Linked DNA regions of Ovis aries: region 2 is linked to region 1. The links are chromatin contacts, called in public Hi-C maps. All regions are on one chromosome and are shown on one strand. The core of a region is the stretch at or near the end of the contact, and the rest is flanking DNA. Distances in the headings are between cores, read along the strand shown. Region 1 holds the start of SIAH2 (siah E3 ubiquitin protein ligase 2). Region 2 holds the start of SELENOT (selenoprotein T).

Evidence for each region. A called contact is a pair of places that touch in the nucleus more often than the background predicts.
Region 2: a contact with region 1 is called in a Hi-C map of hypothalamus, with 2.3 times the contacts expected there. The contact joins the promoter of SELENOT here to the promoter of SIAH2 in region 1.

What each region holds. Positions count from the first base shown.
Region 1 is chr1:238,086,106-238,092,055 of ARS-UI_Ramb_v3.0, forward strand. It overlaps SIAH2 (siah E3 ubiquitin protein ligase 2), which reads left to right and starts at 3,645. Exons shown (of 2, transcript XM_015092602.3): 1 at 3,645-4,388. The coding sequence starts at 3,960.
Region 2 is chr1:238,254,214-238,259,840 of ARS-UI_Ramb_v3.0, forward strand. It overlaps SELENOT (selenoprotein T), which reads right to left and starts at 1,943. Exons shown (of 6, transcript XM_004003256.6): 1 at 1,690-1,943. The coding sequence starts at 1,829.

The sequences.
Region 1 (5,950 bases), core at 2,395-4,894:
TCCAGCGCACTCCTGAGTCATCTCTATGTCTAAACAGAAAAGGCCGACCACACTTCACTCTGAAAAGGTACACCATTTGCCCAATTGCAGAAGCTGCCTAATTAGCAAAACCACACAATTTGTAACTTACAGAAAGAAGAGTGAGAGCGTGTCTACTTCACTGGGGCCTTTCTCACCATGCTCAGCAGTTTAAGTGAGATTAGGGGTCACCTGCGAGCTTTTACAAATAAGACCCACCCTGATAAATATATAGGGAAAAAATATATAGGGATAAATACATAGGGAAAAAATATATAGGGATAAATATATAGGGAAAAAAATAGGGAAAGATGGGTTACTCGGTCTACCCCTAATCTGAAAAGGGTAATACAGAGGGGGAGGTGGGTTAAGGAGTGTGTCTTGCTTCACACATGTCCCTTTTGTGTAATTCAGGCCTCGGTGGGTGGGGGAAGGCAGCCAACCAGCAGATGTGGTAAATGGGTCAGGAATCAGGTGATAACAAAAGGCTGGACTCCCCACTGCCCTCCCCAGGCCACAAAGCCCCCAGCAACAGCAGCAACTCCCAAGGGCAAGTAAACACAACTCCACTCAGCACACGTGGCCTCCTGAGAGGGCGCCCCAGCTCACAGCACCCAGTGTGCAAAGGCCACCTCTATCTGATTCGAAAGCCCCAAGGAAGCAGGAAGCAGGAAGCAGGACCAGAAAGGCCAGCCTGGCAGCCTGGAGAAGGCACTGGTATAGGTTAGCCAGCAGGCCTGTCCACGCTCATCCACTCACGCTCGGCAACTGCCTCAGCAATTTTTTTTAATTACCCTGCTCAACTTATTCAGAAGTGCAATGATGTGAAGGAGGGAGGAGGCATCTGCCAGGGTTAAGAGTTGATAGGTCAGTTGTTTTTTCTTTTAAGAAAAATAAACCGGATCCTCTCTGCAGAAAATTGCTTTTCCCATCTGAAACCAAACTGCTTTTAGAACAACCAGGGCCTAGCTGGCTGGAATACTGAAAATTCATATCAACGTGGCAAGGGTGGGGACCTCGCTTCTCTGATGAGAGCTAGTAAGACGGGAGAATGGGAGCCACCTGCACTGAGAGGTGGAGAGAGTGAAAGCACATGTAATAAATTCCATTTGCTTGGGTTTTAAATTAAAAGTGGAAAACATTCTATTTTCTCCAATAAATGTGAAACTGGGTGGTTTTTTTTTCTATTGTCTCTATTGTGTTCTTTAGGCCATAAAAAGGTAAAAATGGAACCAACAATATGATTAAATTTTTCCTCTCATTACCAGCTAAGGAAAGAATTTAGGTGAAGTGTACTCACAAAATTCAGCACTCTATTAGAGGCTGTATAGCTGTCTTCTGTGTTGAGTGTGCTAACTTTAACTCCTTAACCAGACTATAAGTACTTTTTGTGGTATAACTGAAAGGATATAGATTAGTACTTAACAAGAAAGGCCCTACAACTTCCCTGGCGGTCCAGTGGTTAAGACTTCATCTTCACATCCAGTGGATATGGGTTCAATTCTTGGTAGAAGAGCTAAAATCCCACATGCATCAACAAAACCAAAACACAAAACAGAAGCAACACTGTAAAAAATTCAATAAAGACTTAAAAAACTGTCCAAGGTCAAAAAAACAAAAAGCTTGGGGAAAAAGGGACTCTGAAGCTTTCCCAACATGATCAGCTATGTGATCTTGAGCAAATTAAGTCTTTCTGTGGCTCAGTGTCCTTGACTATAAAATGGAAATGATAACATTAGTATCCATCCTGTAGGATTATTGCAGAGGCCTGAAAACCATCCATTCCTGGCACATAGTGGACATTTAATAAACATCAGTTATTATTATTATTTTTTTGTATTCCCAGAGTACTCTTCCAAAAACTCAGACTCAGCCACATTACTGTGCCTTTCAAAAACCTACAGAGGCTACCCCTTGTCACTGATCTAAAGGTCTTATCAGGCCAATTGAGGCTCCCATGTACCACCCCTAGGCCCCCAAGTCCCAATACCTTCTCTCAATGTGCTTTAGCTGCTGCTACAATATCTTTACCACCACCCCTCATACTCTCACCTATTCATCTGAAACTCTCTTTCATGAGTGTTTGGCTATTAGCATAGTGTTCCCTTACTATTAGTAGACTAAACTAGAACCACTGTCAGAGTCCAACAGTGACTGCTGGTACATAATAAATGCTCAGGAAACATTTACTTAAGATTGAGCAACGTTATCTATTAATTTTTTTCAAGATTTAGATCAAATGCAACAAAATCCTTGCATGTAATCTTTCTATATACCGTGTATAAGACTAAACTTTCTTCTGGCTTCTAACAGTCTATTTTTTGGACAAATTTTATTCACTGAGGACTCATTAATATTATTAAACATTCCCTAATACTACTTTTTAAAAATAACTGCTAAACTTTTAACCAGCTATTATGATGGGCCAGGTTCTTGGCATATAACAAACTCATTTAATCCTCACTATCCCACCCATAAGATAGGTACTGTTTTTATTCCACTTTCTCAAATGAGGAAACTGAGGCACAAAGAAATAAAGAACTTGTCCAAAGTCACATTGATGGTAAGCAGAGGCCCATTTTTCACCTAGTCTTTACCACTGCCTCTCCTACAAAGAAAGACCTGAGTCCCAGCTACATAGTTCATTGCCTCAATTCCAGTGTCAGTGGGTCAAAGTTGCAGAAAAGCAATTCAACTCCGTACACGTTAACTTGCGGTTCTCACTCCAGGGCTTCGGCTGAGCGTGTGGGGCCAGGGCCCACACCTTGCCATCAAAGTCTTGGACTTCCGCGGGATCTCAAAGATAAAGATGCGTTATACTGGAGCATCATCCATTGTTTTCCCGGGGTTTCAGGACCCTAGCCGCATTTCTGGCATTCTTAGATTCTGGCGATCTCGAACTCCTTTTAGTTAACTCTGTCCGTGAACTCCCTCCCTGGCCCTCTAGCAAGTCAGAGGCGCTCAACTCAATTCAACGAAGGCTTTGGCAGGGCCAATGGTAAAAGACTAGTTTACCTCCTTTCCCCCTGGGAAGAGCAGGACCAAAGAGTGGTCCAAACATATCCTTAACATCCCAGCACTAGGTCCTGCGCCCGCTGCAGACCCATCCCGAGCCCCTTGCCCTGCTCCCGCCCAAAGCTCCGGGTCTAAGTAAGAGCCGTCCTGACCGCGGTCACGCCTCCCCCGCGTGCTGCTGACTCAACCCTGGGAAAAGAAACCTCTCGGTTTTTTCCGACCTGTCCCTGGGGCACCCGCGTCCCGCCCCGCCCCCCCCCCCACCCAAGCCCCCGCCCCGCCTAAAGTTATCCTTCGGCTCTGAGCCCGCGGAACGCGTTGGCGTGACTCCCCGGGGTGTGGCCGAAGAACTCAGGCGACGCCTTGCCGAAGGGCGGACTCCTCCGCGGCCCGGAAAAGGAGACCCCGCGCGGCGGCAGCGGCGAGCCGGGCATGCTCACTGGCGCGGGCCGGGACCGCAGCCCAGGCAGGAAGCGCTGGCGCTAGGCGGTCCCCAGCGCTGCCAGCTGGAGTCGGGCGGAGCCGGAGCTCCAGCTCCGGGTGGTTCTGCCAGTCCCCGCGCGCCCGGGCGGCCGCACACGTGTCCAAGCGTCACGTCCGCGCGCGCCCCCGGGGCTTGCGTCAGCGGCCGCTCCGGTAGCTGGTGGGCCGGGGTTCTGCGCGCCGCTCGGCTTCGGGGCCGCGACACCGCCGGGAGGAGGAGTTTGGGGGCTCGAAGGGGTGTTCGGAGCGCCGGGGACCGCGGAGATCGTCAGCGCGGTCCAGCCCTCCATCCTGCCCGGCGCCGATCGTCTCCGCTGCTCGGTCCCGGGCTGGGCGCGGTGGCGTTGCCCAGGAGCCCGCCGCCCGCGGGGCGCGCACCGCCTTGACCCCGGCGGCCCCGCGGCAGGCAGACGCCCGCAGTTCCATGGTTGGTTCGGAGCGCAATGAGCCGCCCGTCCTCCACCGGCCCCAGCGCTAACAAACCCTGCAGCAAGCAGCCGCCGCCGCAGCCACAGCACGCTCCGTCCCCGGCTGCGCCCCCGGCCGCCGCCACCATCTCGGCTGCGGGCCCCGGCTCGTCCGCGGTGCCCGCCGCGGCGGCGGTGGTCTCGGGCCCCGGCGGCGGCGGCGGCGGCGGCGGCGGGGCTGGGCCAGTGTCTCCGCAGCACCACGAGCTGACCTCGCTCTTCGAGTGCCCGGTGTGCTTTGACTATGTCCTGCCTCCCATCCTGCAGTGCCAGGCCGGGCACCTGGTGTGTAACCAATGCCGCCAGAAGTTGAGCTGCTGCCCGACGTGCCGGGGCGCCCTGACGCCCAGCATCAGGAACCTGGCTATGGAGAAGGTGGCCTCGGCAGTTCTGTTTCCCTGCAAGGTAAGCCCAGGTGCCAGCCACGCACCACCGCCCGGCGACCTCCTGGGACTCCTGTGTCCCCAGCCCATTCGCGGGCGCTGAGAGGCAGTGGGCTTCTCTCATTAACTGGGGGGGAAAAAAAGTTTACACCGTGTTCGCCCTCCCCCATGCCACCTGTCCACTTTGGGAGCAGCTCTGGGCCGACTGCTGCCCGATCACTGACCCCAGCCTGATTGGCACGCGATCACGCTGTCCCCACCCGGAGCCTGCGTACTCTGCAGACGTGTACTCAGCCTGGGTAGAGCTGGGCCGCCGAAGGAAAACTTGGACCCAGAAGCTGACTATCTGTGGGGGACAGAGGAGAGGGGAAAGGAGCGAATTAAACGCACCCCTCGCCAGCGCTGGGCTTGGAAGGACTGGTCCTGGATTCCTCCTGCCCCCCCCCCGCGTCTGCCTTCTGCGCACCCCTGACACGTGGGAGCCCTCGGGAGTGTAGCTAAAAAAAAAAAAAAAAAGGGCGCCTACAGCCTGTTTTCCTCCAACAAGAAAACCTTGTAAGCCACGCCTTTCCCTCTCCTAGCCTTCCAAGGACTGATGAGTTGTGTTATTTTACTAAGTGGGGAGAAAACAAGAGTTGATGGGGAATTTAACTGGAAGGGCACGCAGGAGCTGTTGTTACAGTTCTTTAAAGCCCACCACTTTATTTTTTGTTTAGTTAAAAAATTATCAGTGCTCTTGCAAAAGAAAAAAAAAAAAGGGCACATCACTGAGACAAGTGAAAGACCCAAACGTCTCCTTTCCCACCAATGTTAGGTTTAGTATGCATCTGCATGGAGTTTTTTCTAACCATGTATAAATACACTCTCCGCAGCTGAATATAGAATGGTCGATGTTAATGTCAGGAAGGTTTATATATGCACACGTAAGTTTTTCTCCAAAAATGGCTTCTGCAGCTTGCTGACTTAAGTTCGTTTCATCACACATGTTTTTATATGTCTGCAGCCTAAGTCTATCTCATTGTATTTTAAATGGCTGCATAATTTTGCATTGTGTGGTCATACTGTAACATCAGTTTACATCTTTTGGGTAAAAATCTTCAGGAGCAGTTTCAGGAGCAGATAGAGACGTATCTATCTATATTACCGCATTATAACCTAGAATTTTACCATACATCTCATTTTTTAAACTTAGAAATAATGTCATTAATATTTTTGGAGTTTTTTTGGTAAAGCGCTTCATGGGCCATTTAGGCTCTCTGGCATTGATTTCTCTTTGCTGCTGCTTACTTTTATAGGGCAAGGGCTTATTTTTAAATTAAAAATAATCCACCAGAGAACTGAAGCTTGGGACGAATGTCAGTAAAATGAGTGATTTAATTTGGTCTGTGTCCTGCCACAAATAGGGTTTAAAATAGCATATTCAAATAAGCGTTTGAACTTGTGTTTGAGCTCTGGGTTTTCAGTCAACCCTAATAAATTATCATGCTTTGAACCACTCCTCATGCAATGCTTACTAATGCACCCAGCCCAGTAGTAGTTTGTCATAAAATTTACACAAAACAGTTTCAAAATTTTCTTAGGGTC
Region 2 (5,627 bases), core at 693-3,192, 170 kb after region 1:
TTGAAGCTTAATTTTAAGAACTGAATGCCTTTCCCTACATTTATTTATACATTTTCAAAACTTTGCTGTGTACCTAAGAGGAAGGTACATTTGTTAAATTACTGTGACAAGTAAACTGATATAACCAACTGTAAAAGAATATTTTTGAAAAGCACAAATGAAACCCAGAGATAAGAAACAGAAAAATTACTTAACTTGGAAAATGCAGTCTTTTTTTAACTACTTAAATCCAAAAGTATCACACTTAATTCTTAATAATATTTATAAGTAGTAAGAAGACTGCCACTTTCAACAACAACAACAAAAAAGGACAGGGAGGGGGGAGTCAAGCCAAAATTCTCATTTACAGTATCACAAATGAAAGATGATATACAATGATATATGCCAGGCACACAGTAAACACTACAGGAAGCTTTTTTCAATCAGAAAGAAGCAAGGTTTTAGTTTTCACTTCAAAAATCTTATTTTCTGACTTTCTTTAAATGTCACTTAAACTGATTTAATTTTAAAGATTTGCTTAGTCTTTAAGATTGAGCAAAAAGCTAATTGGATAAGCAGAAAATCTAAATTTTAGTACACATATTAATACATGAAGCTTGAAAAAACTGACTTTAAATGTATTAAAGCCAACACCAGTATTCAAAAATAACAGGATTCTCCAGATTTACTAACCTGACCACCGTCTTCTGAGGAAAGAAAACAAAAAAACAAACCATCTTTTGAGATACAGGATTCTAATTTCTACAATTTTACAATTTTGTTTTTTGTTTTTCATCGGAGCCTTTCAAACGTTCCCCAATACCACTTACCTTATCGCATGCCTTGCTATTCTGCTTCTAGTACTTATCTAGGTAACAACAAACTTACAGAAAATTGTCAAAAACTGCCGGGTTTGGGGGGATGAGGGATTGTTTTTGCTATTTCTAAGGCCCAAGAGATCTGAAAGGTGGAGAGAGATGCCAGGGCAAGGAACTCCCGGGAGTAAGGGGATTGGAGAAGAAGATGCAGTTGTCTGGGAGTGAACGCTTGTCAGAAGGGCAACGTGCTCCTTTTCAAAAACACTTTGGAAATTGCAAACGGAGAATCAGCTTCCCCATCCAAGCCCATCAGCTATCAGAATCCCGTCTCCCTCATCCAACAGTCACTTTGGCGGATCCTGGAGAAAAAGACGTCTGTCCCTCGCGGGATCCCTCCAATGGCCCAAGTTAACCTTCGTCTAGCAGGGCAGCGAGGCCGCCAGGCGTTACCCGAGAAAGGCGAGGGGAAAAGTGAAGCCAGTGACAAACGCTGGAGCTCCCGCGCTGACACTGCGCCGACTCATACATAACCCACCTCCGCAAGGCAGCCGGATGGCCGTGGCGTGACGCCGCCGACCGGTTCTCCGTACTGACAAGTGTCCCCAAGCCTTCGCCTTTCAGTATTTGCCATTCCCCTTCCCTCCGTTCCCATTCCATTCATTCGAGAAACCAAAGAAATAAAAATAAAAACAAAGTGAGCGGCTGTGCTTGGAGGCAAGGAGGGCGGCCAGGCCATCCCCGGGAAGAGACCGGAGGAGGCAGGCGGCGGAAGGCTGCTGGCGCCGTTCTTCCGGGCCGGGGAAGGTTCAGCCCTCTAGGCCGCGGATCCGGGGCCTCGCGTAGTCAGAGGGGCCGAGCAGAGGCGCGGCCGGGAACCGGCGTACCTACTTACCAAATCTGGAACTTGAGCAGAGGCCCCGTGGCGTACTGCATCTTTAATCTCTTGCCAGGCACGCCGCCGCCCAAGTTGGCTGAGGCATCGCTCCGGACCACCGCCGACGCCGCCACCAGCAGAAGTAGCAGAAGCCTCATCTTAAACGAGCCAGCCACTTCGGCCGCCCTCACACTGAGACCGCAGCCAGCCCAAAGCCGAGCGGGTGCTGAGAACTGATCCCCACCGCGCAAACGCGATCCGCCAAGGTCGACGAGAGAAGCAGGAATGCGCATGCGCATCCCGGCGCCGGCGCAGGCTGTGAGAGGGAGCGCTGACCCATTTTACTGTCCTGACCCACCATGTTGGGTGTGCGCCGGAGGCTGTGGGGTGGAATGACAGGAGGAGCCAGTTGATGAAAGCTCGCGACACAACTGGATTCTGTATACAGTTTAATTCAGACATTTATATCCCCGAGACGTTTAAGAACACGTGTTTAACAGTCTTGATTCAGGTGTGGGAGCTAAAAGAGAAAGCCCCTGCCTTCCGAACGGAGAAGGAAATGGCAACCCTCTCCAGTATTCTTGCCTGGAGAATCCTGTGGACGGAGCCTGGTGGGCTGCCATCTATGGGGTCGCACAGAGTCGGACAGGACTGAAGCAACTTAGCAGCAGCAGCTGCCTTCCGAACAGGAATGCTTCAGTCTTTCTGGCCGCGTGCTATGGCCTTTTGTTTGAATTTCCTTGCAATATTGCTCTTTCCTAAAGGAATCTTAAAAAAAAAAAAAAAAGACCTTTGGAAAACTTAATTATATAGTGGTTTTAGTCGCTAAGTCGTGTCCCACTCTTGTGATCCCATGGACTGTAGCCCGACAGGCTTCTTTGTCCATGGAATTTCCTAGGCAAGAATACTGGAGTGGGTTGCTATTTCCTTCTCCAGGGGATCTTCCAAATTCAGGGACTGAAGCCTGGTCTCCTGCAGTACAGGCAGGTTCTTTACCGAGTGAGCTACCAGGGAATTCCCAAAATCATATAAAAGAACAGAATAATTACCTTACTCACCGTTAACATTACTGGCATTTTGACAATCTTAATTGTCTGTAGTATAGCTCTAACTGCTTTTCCCAAAGGGAAGATAGTAGGAGACAAATAACTTCATCTATAGATTTTTAAGGGTGTATATCTAAAAAATAACCATCTGGGGGGGAGGGGAGCGGGAACTGATCACAATACCATTCAGTTCAGTTCAGTCGCTCAGTCGTGTCAGACTCTTTGCGAACCCATGAATTGCAGCACCAGGCCTCCCTGTCCATCACCATCTCCCGGAGTTCACTCAAACTCACCTCCATCGAGTTGGGGTGATGCCATCCAGCCATCTCATCCTCTGTCGTCCCCTTCTCCTCCAGCCCCCAATCTCTCCCAGCATCAGAGTCTTTTCCAATGAGTCAACTCTTCACATGAGGTGGCCAAAGCACTGGAGTTTCAGCTTTAGCATCATTCCTTCCAAAGAACACCCAGGGCTGATCTCCTTTAGAATGGACTGGTTGGATTTCCTTGCAGCCAAGGGACTCTGAAGAGTCTTCTCCAACACCACAGTTCAAAAGCATAAATTCTTTGGCGCTCAGCTTTCTTCACAGTCCAACTCTCACATCCATACATGACCACAGGAAAAACCATAGCCTTGACTAAACGGACCTTTGTTGGCAAAGTAATGTCTCTGCTTTTCAATATGCTGTCTAGGTTGGTCATAACTTTCCTTCCAAGGAGTGTCTTTTAATTTCATGGCTGCAATCACCATCTGCAGTGATTTTGGAGCCCAAAAAGATAAAGTCTGACACTGTTTCCACTGTTCCCCCATTTCCCATGAATGGGACCAGATGGGATGATCTTCATTTTTTAAATGTTGAGCTTTAAGCCAACTTTTTCACTCTTCTCTTTCACTTTCATTAAGAGACTTTTTAGTTCCACTTCACTTTCTGCCATAAGGGTGGTGTTATCTGCATATCTGAGATTATTGATACTTTTCCTGGCAATCTTGATTCCAGCTTGTGCTTCTTCCAGCCCAGCATTTCTCATGATGTATTCTGCATAGAAGTTAAATAAGCAGGGTGACAATATACAGCCTTGACGTACTCCTTTTCCTATTTGGAACCAGTCTGTTGTTCCATTTCCAGTTCTAACTGTTGCTTCCTGACCTGCATATAGGTTTCTGAAGAGGCAGGTTAGGTGGTCTGGTGTTCCCATCTCTTTCAGAATTTTCCACAGTTTATTGTGATCCACACAGTCAAAGGCTTTGACAATGCCATTATTCCACTGTAAAAAATGAATTATTGCTTCATACCAAAATATCCACTGTTCAAATTTCTCCTTAGTATTTATTTTTATTGTTAATTTTTCAAATTGTTACTGAACCAAATGGGTCTGCTCACTACGAGCTACTGACATTGGACTGTAGTGAAGGAAAACGCAGCATTTACTATAAATGCGCCAATACAAAGGGGATGAGTGCTTTGTGCCTAAAATCCTGAAATCTTCGATGGTTGGGGGGGATAGTTTTATAAGCAAAATTTGGGGTGAGGCCTCAGTGTGGGTGGCTTTCTTTTGATAGGTTGGTGGTGAAGTAATGGTGGTGTACCGGGAATCTTGGGCTCAGCCTTAAATTACCATCCTCCACCTGAGTAGGGGCCTTGTAGTCTCTGCCTATTTCCCAAGACCACACTGTTGTGGCTGCACAAATTCTCTTTTTTTTTCTTGGCTTCATCCCGTCTTAGTGTTGGCACTTGGGATCTTCACTGCGTCGTGAAGGACCTTCAATGCAGCTCAAGGACTCTCCAGTTGTCACACAGCAGCTCAGCAGTTGTGGCATTCTAGTATAGCTGGCCTAAGGCATGTGGGATCATAGTTCTCTGCATTGCCAGGTGGATTCTTAACCACTGGACCACCACCCTGCCCCCTTTCTTGACTGCACTTCTCTGGTTTCTGCATTCTCTAACTTCCCTGACAGCAACCTTTTGAATCTGCTCTTTGGAACTCAGGGAATGTCAAAGAGGCTAAATGAAGCCTACTTTCTGCAACCAAGAAATTGGGAACACAAAAAGGACTAAAATCAAAAGCAAAGTAAAAAGTAATCCATTGCCATTGGTTGATATCTGTTTTAGGTCCCATCAGAGAAAACCTTAAGGTCAAGATTACACCAGGAATTTGTAACGTTTCGTTTATTATTCAATGCAGCATACACCACAGGAATCAAGGAGAGTCTCAGTAAGAGGGTTTTAGGAAAATTATTATAGTATATGGGCTTCAGATGATTTGGAGAAGAGTATTGGGAATGCCAATAGAAAATTTGGCCATATTTTTGAAAAATAAAGCCTCAGAATTAGTAAATTTTAGTCATTTTGAATCATTTAGCCCAGATACCATAATTAATGAAATGCATCAGGTATGAGTTCTAGTTCTCAATAAATGTGTATGCCCATGAGTCAGATGTCCAAGCTAGATTTAGAAAACGCAGAGGAATCAAGTTGGCAACATCTGTTGGATTGTAGAAAAAGCAAGGGAATTCCAAAAAAATCTGCTTCATTACCTATGCTAAAGCCTTTGACTGTGTGGATCACAATAGACTACAAAAAATTCTTAAAGAGATGGGAATACCAGACCACCTTACCTGTCTCCTGAGAAGCCAGTATGCAGGAAAAGAAGCAACAGTTGGAACCAGACATGGAACAATGGACCAATTCAAAATCAAAAGGAGTATGTCAAGGCTACATTGTCACCCTGCTTACAGAGTGCATAATGCAAAATGCCAGGCTGGATGACTCACAAGCTGGAATCAAGATTCCCAATCAACAATCTCAGGTATGCAAATTATACCACTTGAATGGCAGAAAGCAAAGAGGAACCTAAAGAACCTCTTGATAAGGGTGAGAGTGAAAAAGCTGGCTTAAAACTCAACATTCAGAA